Linked DNA regions of Gasterosteus aculeatus: region 2 is linked to region 1. The links are chromatin contacts, called in public Hi-C maps. All regions are on one chromosome and are shown on one strand. The core of a region is the stretch at or near the end of the contact, and the rest is flanking DNA. Distances in the headings are between cores, read along the strand shown. Region 1 holds the start of LOC120821518 (polyubiquitin-C). Region 2 overlaps ncor1 (nuclear receptor corepressor 1).

Region 1 (4,933 bases), core at 1,491-3,990:
GTCTTGCCAGTGAGGGTCTTCACAAAGATCTGCATGCCTCCCCTCAGGCGCAGCACAAGATGGAGGGTGGACTCCTTCTGGATGTTGTAGTCGGAGAGGGTGCGGCCATCTTCCAGCTGCTTGCCGGCAAAGATCAGCCTCTGCTGATCTGGGGGGATGCCTTCCTTATCCTGGATCTTGGCCTTCACGTTCTCGATGGTGTCGCTGGGCTCGACCTCCAGCGTGATGGTCTTGCCAGTGAGGGTCTTCACAAAGATCTGCATGCCTCCCCTCAGACGCAGCACAAGATGGAGGGTGGATTCCTTCTGGATGTTGTAGTCGGAGAGGGTGCGGCCATCTTCCAGCTGCTTGCCGGCAAAGATCAGCCTCTGCTGATCTGGGGGGATGCCTTCCTTATCCTGGATCTTGGCCTTCACGTTCTCGATGGTGTCGCTGGGCTCGACCTCCAGCGTGATGGTCTTGCCAGTGAGGGTCTTCACAAAGATCTGCATGCCTCCCCTCAGGCGCAGCACAAGATGGAGGGTGGACTCCTTCTGGATGTTGTAGTCGGAGAGGGTGCGGCCATCTTCCAGCTGCTTGCCGGCAAAGATCAGCCTCTGCTGATCTGGGGGGATGCCTTCCTTATCCTGGATCTTGGCCTTCACGTTCTCGATGGTGTCGCTGGGCTCGACCTCCAGCGTGATGGTCTTGCCAGTGAGGGTCTTCACAAAGATCTGCATGCCTCCCCTCAGACGCAGCACAAGATGGAGGGTGGATTCCTTCTGGATGTTGTAGTCGGAGAGGGTGCGGCCATCTTCCAGCTGCTTGCCGGCAAAGATCAGCCTCTGCTGATCTGGGGGGATGCCTTCCTTATCCTGGATCTTGGCCTTCACGTTCTCGATGGTGTCGCTGGGCTCGACCTCCAGCGTGATGGTCTTGCCAGTGAGGGTCTTCACAAAGATCTGCATGCCTCCCCTCAGACGCAGCACAAGATGGAGGGTGGATTCCTTCTGGATGTTGTAGTCGGAGAGGGTGCGGCCATCTTCCAGCTGCTTGCCGGCAAAGATCAGCCTCTGCTGATCTGGGGGGATGCCTTCCTTATCCTGGATCTTGGCCTTCACGTTCTCGATGGTGTCGCTGGGCTCGACCTCCAGCGTGATGGTCTTGCCAGTGAGGGTCTTCACGAAGATCTGCATGCCTCCCCTCAGACGCAGCACAAGATGGAGGGTGGATTCCTTCTGGATGTTGTAGTCGGAGAGGGTGCGGCCATCTTCCAGCTGCTTGCCGGCAAAGATCAGCCTCTGCTGATCTGGGGGGATGCCTTCCTTATCCTGGATCTTGGCCTTCACGTTCTCGATGGTGTCGCTGGGCTCGACCTCCAGCGTGATGGTCTTGCCAGTGAGGGTCTTCACGAAGATCTGCATGCCTCCCCTCAGACGCAGCACAAGATGGAGGGTGGATTCCTTCTGGATGTTGTAGTCGGAGAGGGTGCGGCCATCTTCCAGCTGCTTGCCGGCAAAGATCAGCCTCTGCTGATCTGGGGGGATGCCTTCCTTATCCTGGATCTTGGCCTTCACGTTCTCGATGGTGTCGCTGGGCTCGACCTCCAGCGTGATGGTCTTGCCAGTGAGGGTCTTCACAAAGATCTGCATGCCTCCCCTCAGGCGCAGCACAAGATGGAGGGTGGACTCCTTCTGGATGTTGTAGTCGGAGAGGGTGCGGCCATCTTCCAGCTGCTTGCCGGCAAAGATCAGCCTCTGCTGATCTGGGGGGATGCCTTCCTTATCCTGGATCTTGGCCTTCACGTTCTCGATGGTGTCGCTGGGCTCGACCTCCAGCGTGATGGTCTTGCCAGTGAGGGTCTTCACAAAGATCTGCATGCCTCCCCTCAGACGCAGCACAAGATGGAGGGTGGATTCCTTCTGGATGTTGTAGTCGGAGAGGGTGCGGCCATCTTCCAGCTGCTTGCCGGCAAAGATCAGCCTCTGCTGATCTGGGGGGATGCCTTCCTTATCCTGGATCTTGGCCTTCACGTTCTCGATGGTGTCGCTGGGCTCGACCTCCAGCGTGATGGTCTTGCCAGTGAGGGTTTTCACAAAGATCTGCATATTTTCTACCTTTGGAAAAAAAAAAGTCAGGATTTGGCAAAAAACAAACCGTCAAACGTATAAAATGAATTAATATAAATTATAAGACTCTTCGATGAAACTACCATGCGAACATACGGTATAAAGAAAAAATGACTACGCGACGCTCTGAATCATACGCCGCAGTCGCGGTCCCAGCGCCATTTTGAGATCATACGGACCTCCCCTTTGTTCAGCTAACGTTACCAGTTAATGGAGGCTCCTGGATATGTTGAGTCATTGCTGTACCGAACGCTCCTTTATCACGAAATCGACGAACTACGTACGTCGAAACCGGTAAACAATGATTAAAAAAGTATTGTAGCGTAAATGTTACGTAAACTTGAGGTCGGACTTATCTATTGTCAACGTCTCTTCAATGATCTTTTACGAAGCTGTAGCTAGAGGTTACATTAGTAAAGCACTGGTAACCAAACAACGGCAATATATATTGAACAAACCGGTATACTGTAAAAATAAAACTAATAAGGGTACTTACTTAATAGTAACGCAGTTAGATTTGTTGTTCAATGCTAGCGTCTGATCTCGTACTGCAGTGTAGGAGAAATGTTGAGCAATGGACTGCGGCAGTGTACTTATACACCGGGTCTGCATACGTCATGTGTTGATATCCGTCCGCATTTGAAAGTAGTTCCTACTGTTCCAAAACATTTTATTTTATGGTGACAGCATATTGGTTTCAAACAATCGATTACGATTACTCATAAAAGTAAATACTTAGCAAAAAATAGTGTGAGCGAAAACGATATTGTGACATATCTTGGTGGCGGAGTAATATATCGCAAGCGTACATTCAGGTTTTAGAATTTGCTAGAACGACCATAGCAACAGAAACTATCCCCGAGCCTCTGATTGGTTTGCAGTCTTGTTTGTTTGAACAACGATTGGTTGCTGTGATACAGTAAGTAAGGGTTGATGACTAAAGTGACATTTATGACTGTGGCGTTATAGAACAGATAATTCGGGAATTTTTTTCAAGACCTAAGCGTAAATAGATGCGGAAGGGGGTAATGGTACCGTAGCCATACACATACTTTGGCTTTTCCCATCGTCCCTCTTTCTGAAAAACATTATATCACACGTATCGCGGTTTATTAGGAACTCATCTCACTGCATTCATGTGACACGACAGAGGGACGTGTGCAAACAGGAATCCTGTTGATGGAAACATGCGTGGTGAACGTGCTGCCAGCTGCTGTTAAGTCTCTGCGATAAAGAGATAACAACCTTGAGTTCCGTGGTACAAAAGTCCTCTTAGTAAAGGAGACATTCTGGATTACTGGCGCTTTATTTTTTCGACAACCACAAGTGTTCTCTCAGTACGAGGCAATTAGGCAATTAGGTGTGACTACGTGTCCACATTCATCCGTCTGAAAACATGTTGATGGCAGCAGTTGAGTGACAGTAGTGGAGGCGGGTGTGACCATTTCCTGCTTATCAGAATGTACATACTGTACAGAAAGAATGACGTCACCAGTCCTTTGAGAGAACTGCATGACAGGTGTAAAGAAAGCATCCACAAGCCCATTGTGTAAATGTGGTCTAAGGTTTCTCTCTACATCATGTTTTTAGCCTTATGGGGACATTGTTGTTTTTGTGCCTCAAGCTGAGTAACTAGTTCATAGGGATGTAATGGAAGTTTTCACACCCCTTTCAACCCTTTTTTAGTCTTTGGTTATTTTTGTCGTTAAGTATTCATTCACACGGTATAATGGCAAGAGATTAAGTGTATTGTAAAACTAACTGGCAAGGGCTTGATCTCTTACTCATAAGCATTGCGTTTGAATGCCAGGTATGGGGTCGACGCCCAGATATGTGATATGTTTTTGGTGTCAGGAAGTTCCTTGTTAAACATACTTGGCAGCAAAGATAAGTTGGTTAAAGCAACCAACAGAGGACCCGTGCATAAATGCTCATATTCTAACCAGTGCTTTCAGCTTCTATTACAAAAGAAAGGGAACAAAACTCATATGGGGGTTTGTAGTCTAATGGGATCATGGATATGATGCAGCTGGGAGAGTCCTAACGTATGTATTTGGGTCACAGCATTCTTTTGCCCCAACCCGACAGCAACCTTGTCATATGACACCCAACCCGTGATGCCCTACGCAACTACTTTCCAACACAAAACTGGGCGTCTGGGTCAACTAGTTCCACCTCTGGGGAATGTGTTTGTGCAAGTGTTCTGTACTTTGCTCCGACCCGTGACTTTGAGTTTTTATGGAATGCCCCAGAGTGTTCTAGTTAAAGCAATCTTTAAAGCAGGGCATAATCCTAGCTGATTACTGTGGACGCCGACTCTAGTATCGCATGAAATAAGTGTCAAGTGGCTCGGGGCTAACAAATTTAATTCAATTTAAAAGGTGGGAACCTTTTAAATTAAATTAACTTTTTTTGAAATGTAAATGAGGCCCTTATCAGTGGTCAACTGGTTTATCAGCAGGGTCATTGGAGCCGTTTTGGGCATCGGGACATTCAGTTCCACGTCAACAGGTTTCACAAGAAACGCGTCACCAGTTTCATAACAACAGACGCCTGATCCTTGTTCACAACGGCTGAAGTAAGTTCTAAAATCCCAGAATACTCAAATCAGTACCTATTCATTCCTTGTGATGGTTTGTTGTTTTCTTTGTACCCACAGGATGGATCTTGTGAAGCACACGGGCGGCTGCCACTGTGGGGCTGTTAGATTTGAAGTCACGAGTTCACCGGACCTCCATGTTTTCCAGTGCAAGTACGGATATTACATTTAAGGACATTAAGTCACCAATACGCGTGTAGCGACAAAAACAAGACACGTATCATTA
Region 2 (4,933 bases), core at 782-3,281, 37 kb after region 1:
TCCATGAAGGAGCCTGTCAAACCCCAGACTCCAGTATCTTCCATGGATATGAATAAAGGTGAGTCCTTTTAGTGTTTTCATACAACACAGCTACACGCAGTGCGAGACATTAGAACCCGCCCAATGCGGGTAGAATTCGGGCCGTGGCAGGTAAAGCAGTCTCACTCACTAGCCGGGTGTAATTCTATGTGTCTCTATATATTTTTTAATATTGTAGTGTAACGGCGGTTATTAATGTGTCTTGAGCGCATCATCCACGAACCCAGAACCCTCGGTCACATGGTCTTGTGCACCGACTACAGACCGCGGCGACGTGCGTGCGCACTTCCTTAGTTTAGCTCAGCTGTCTGAGTTTTGCTGTTTGTCAGGCTAAAACAGCGGCCCTTCAGAGACATGTGGGAGGAGATGAAGATCTGTTTCACAGCTCAGGGCTGTTAGGCAGGCGGTCGGCCAGCAGAGATTTGTGGACCTGCATGCTCTTCTTTCTAAAATAATTACCTCATTGCAGGGGTTTCAATCCTCATGCATTGACCGTGAGACACATGCATTTCAACCAGTTCACACGCAACATCTTGAGAGCACTGTGTTAAACAGTTTGGGCCACAGTGCGCTCGTAACTAAGTAACATAGACGAGCAAACACATGTGACAAGTGGAGGTTTTTGATAGAACGAGACCTGCTCCGTGCAAGTGAAGGATGTGCCGGCACAGAGCAGGTGTAGGAAAACCCGGAGGGCCGACAGAAAAGAGGAAAACTGGTGATGAAACCGAAAATGAAGAGAAGACCAAGAAAACGTGCAGTCGAGAGCGGCTGGTTTATGATCCAGGCAAGAAGAGAATATATTGCCCTGATTGTAGGACATACGGGACTCAAAAGGTGTGTAAATAAGGTCCCTGTCCTCCATGAAGGCAGCAGAGCTTTTCACCCCTGCACCAGTTATATGCAATGAGCTCTTTTTGTAAAGCGCTTTACACACTGAAGGTGAAGGTGAAGATTTGGTGACTACATATATACGTTTTATATAGTCTGGATTTGGGTGTTTACAATGGTCATTTACATTTGAAAGGATTGTAAATTTAGTTTAAGTAAACTGTAGCAAACCGTAGTCAACTTTAATCAAACTAAACTCAATTTCCCAACAAGAGAAATTGTGGCTACTTAAATGGCTGAGTGGCTAGTAACTGACTGGAAAACCACTAGCCGCAGTGGCAGGTGAGCAAAAACGTCAAGCCCCAGCTACACGCTTAGTGACGCAGAAGTAAGGGAAAGGAAGCAAGGAAGCATGAATACATATAAATATAATGCTTTCACTATTTATTTTGGATAGGCACATAACACATTTTCTGGTGGCACTACTCGAGTCACTACACTTTTTAGGCTAACTGCAAATTCACATGATTTGACAACCCTGCACAAATAAGGCAAAAACACTAGTTTTGATGCTGCTGCCCCCTTGTTGTTTAGGGCCTGTAGATGAAATTATAAATAGTTTTCTCTCTCTCTGTTTTTCTACCAATTTTATTATTGGTGTGGTCTTTGTGCATGCAGCTACGGGCTACATGCATAGTTGCAGTAATATGCAAGAAAGCCATGTAGCCCTTAGCTGCATAGCTTTGTGAGCTATTTGCACAGTAATTTTAACAATGCAAGTTAATGATAATATAAACACAATATAGAAACATTCAGTGTTGTATTTTAATTATAATTGGACTTTATGATATTAACATTGGTCATCCATTGGGAGCCAATGGCAATTCACATTAACATTTACTTTTAAGTAAACACACTGTCCATTTGCTGGTATCTCATTTCTTCTTAAAGGTCAAAGGAGGCAAATAGATACTTTGTTTCCCTAGTGAATAATCAGGTTGCCTGGTCTAGGGCACCGTGTTTATACAGTAGGATTTTTGTCTTGTTTAAAAACCTGTGTCTGTGTTCATCTGCTGACTTTCTGATTCTGTCCTGGGCTGCACTCCGCTCAGGAAGCCGTATATCACCCGTATCACCATGGCAATGTGCTGCTCTGGTTAAGCTGTTGTCATGGTTTTCGGTCCTGGACGATTACTCGCCCACCCTTCTGTTGTCAGCAGCTGAGACAATGCTACCTCAGATTTTCAGGTGTCCAAGTCTTTGTGTGTTAAACCTGTTGTGGCGTGAACCTGTATTAAGTTTGGTAAGTGCGCTCTGGTTTTCCACCACCTGCTCCCTCTGCTGTCTGATGAGCTCTACCTCTCCCAACAGGCTGAGTTATGCTGGGTCTATCTTATAATGTGATTAAATGTCTGTCTGCAGCGTGTCCTTCCATCCTCTTAACCCTCTGACCTGGTCTGGCCCTGTTCTGGCCGTATCATGAACTCTATGTCAACCGTAATCTCCTTTAGTGACTTTATTGTGGATTTTGTGTGTCTGTTTGCTTGCTATGTTGTAACCCCTGCAGCTGTGGTGCTTCTCAGAAGTAAGTGTATCTATCTGCCAGTGTTGTCCAGTTGAAATTATGCCAGTAAAGCTGGCATAAGCTGCTGATCTGTGGGGGTTGAGATCTTGTTTAATGCCGTGGTGGCTGGCGTGTGTGTGCCACCTGATGGGGAGACGGAACTGTCAAGAGCGGAACATGTGACTTTTTGCACTTCTGTGAATTTTGTGTATGTGAGGGGGGGTCCAACTGTGAGAAAGCGTGTGTGCGGGTGTTGTGCTGGCTGTTCCATTCGTCTCCAGCCAAGGCCATTTCCCAATGAGGGGGGGCACTCTCTGTCTGGAGCCACATCAGCTGACCAAGGCCCTCCCCCTGTGGGAGAGCGAGGCAGAGAGGCAAAGGGAGAACTGTCACTCTACTCTCTCTGTCCGCCTCTTTCTTTCTGTCAGTGCTGACGGGGCCGTGTCTTTTTTCTTTGCAACTTAGCTGGTGAAACTGGAGAAACTTCTCGCTGGACCGAGGAGGAGATGGAAGTCGCCAAGAAAGGTAGTGTTTCAATGTATTCCTTTTTTGTTTCTTTGTCAATCAGTCCTTCTCTCTCTGCATTGCTGTGGCTTTTTCTTTTCATGATATTTCCTGTAGCGCCCCCTTCACGTATCTTTCTCCATTCCTTCTGATTATCAGATGTTGCATCGCCCTGCCAAATAGGAGCTTGTGCTGCTACTTTGCTTGAAGCTGTCAGAGACCCTTGGAGGGCTGTGGGGATTCTTTTCCTTTTCATTGTACTTTTTGCGCTGGCGTCTCAGAAGTGATCTATTAAGGCCATCCATCAAGCAATAGACCGTGGCAGTTGTGCCTTCCTCCAAAGATCACTATCTACTACTTACATTTTTCTTTACAATTTTAAGTTACTTTATCCTTAAATTGTTCAAAATGTTTGTTCAATACCAATGCCTGGTCTCTCACTGCACCGCTGCCACTCAAGTATGCCCCATCGCCCCCTTTTTGCTCAGCTTTGTTGATGTAGGGTTCCCTGAGCAACAAAACCAAAAGGCCGGGGAAGTAAATAAAGGGATTAATGTTGATTAATTAAGACCTTCTTTGAGATTGGCCTCCATCTTAACAAAAACACACCCTGCTGTGATTCAGGCCTTTATGCCAGATATGTCTGTGGATTAGTACTTTAAAAGAGACCAGCACAAGCTCCTGAAGTCAGATGACAAAGCACACTCAGAAATTTTTATTCCTTGCTGCCAGGAATGGATGGTCATACAAGCACATAAAACAGTTTCCCTCTAAGACGTTAGTTAGACGTTAAAACTATTGATACTATCTGCAAAATCCTGTATACAACATTTTTCATCTGCAATCAAATTGAAGTGCCAGCGTGTTTTTTTTCATTGATTTGGCCATTAACAAATCACTTTCAACAGTGCAGATTCTTAAGAGGTTGGATGGAGATACCATAGTTGGCAAAACAAAGGAGGCTACATGAACATTATTTTTTTCCCACTCAAAGATGAGTCACTCTGAAAAGTCACAATGCCCACATTCCCTCATTGAACTCGCGCAGTAATGGGGGTTTGTGTTTTAGTTCTCTGGTGATTTGTCAAGCTGCCAGTATCCCTCATCTCAGAAGGGGGGAGGTCACTGGGGTCACAGGATAGAGACTAGAGGCCCTAATGTCACAGTTAAATGGCAGTCTTCCAGTTCACTGCAGCTTGGCAGAGAAGTGTCAACGTTTAGCCAGGCCATCAAAGCTGATTGTGTGCACAGCTCAGTGCTCAACGGCACGGGCAAGACCAGCAGTGAAACCATGGCAACGGAGTACAGGGTCATTCTGCAGAAATACCAACGATTTGCCCTCATTGATCGCATTGAACTGCAACGGTTGGGAATGCATTGAGAGCATCTTCTTGAATCACAGTATCTGGATTAAATGGCTTTGCTTCACCCCTCTTCCTTTAGATCATTTCAGTTGAATCCAACTTTATTGGTCTGATAGTATCAGCTTATAACATCTGACATGGTGTTTTTTCCTCATTCATTTGTGTTCTTTCAAGTGTCTAAAGACAGAAAGTCTACCAAGCTGAATGTCTGTTTTTCCTGCACCAGGGCTTGTTGAGCACGGGCGAAACTGGACAGCCATTGCCAAAATGGTGGGCACCAAAAGTGAGGCACAGTGCAAGAATTTCTATTTCAACTACAAGAGACGTCACAACCTGGACAACCTGCTCCAGCAGCATAAGCAGGTAAGCTGCTCGATATCTTATTTTAGCTCATTCAACTGTTGTTGAGTGAGATTAATGAATGTTGAACCATGAATTCTAAATGCTACTTTTTCTGATTCCCAGGACACACGGCGGGCTCGTGCTGATCGGTCTCGCGGTGAAGGTCTTGCCTCGGCGTCACCTGATGATGACGATGACGACGACAACGCAGATGACAGTGAAGGTCAGGGAGATGAATGATATGGCACACGTGTGCATCAGTATTCACGCAGACACCCATGCTCAAACA

What was found. Hi-C and Micro-C count contacts between places; a contact is called where the count stands out from the background.
Region 2: a Hi-C map of skeletal muscle shows a contact between it and region 1, with 4 times the contacts expected there. The contact joins the enhancer-like site here to the promoter of LOC120821518 in region 1. A contact is called at or near these places in 6 of 6 Hi-C or Micro-C datasets (blood and trunk muscle, liver, skeletal muscle and 2 more).

What each region holds. Positions count from the first base shown.
Region 1 is chr7:18,489,017-18,493,949 of fGasAcu3.hap1.1, forward strand. LOC120821518 (polyubiquitin-C) reads right to left here and starts at 2,741. Exons shown (of 3, transcript XM_040180134.2): 1 at 2,605-2,741; 2 at 1-2,096. The coding sequence starts at 2,087. cenpv (centromere protein V) reads left to right here and starts at 2,188. Exons shown (of 5, transcript XM_040180129.2): 1 at 2,188-2,402; 2 at 4,768-4,860. The coding sequence starts at 2,335.
Region 2 is chr7:18,527,075-18,532,007 of fGasAcu3.hap1.1, forward strand. It overlaps ncor1 (nuclear receptor corepressor 1), which reads left to right. Exons shown (of 46, transcript XM_040180106.2): 16 at 1-58; 17 at 2,900-2,959; 18 at 4,529-4,665; 19 at 4,768-4,867. Among protein-coding and RNA genes, the nearest start is that of zswim7, 23 kb to the right of the region's middle. Within about 2 kb of position 2,032, at least 6 of the 9 cell types and tissues checked have open chromatin away from gene starts, as enhancers often do. A contact at or near this core is called in liver, where this site is marked.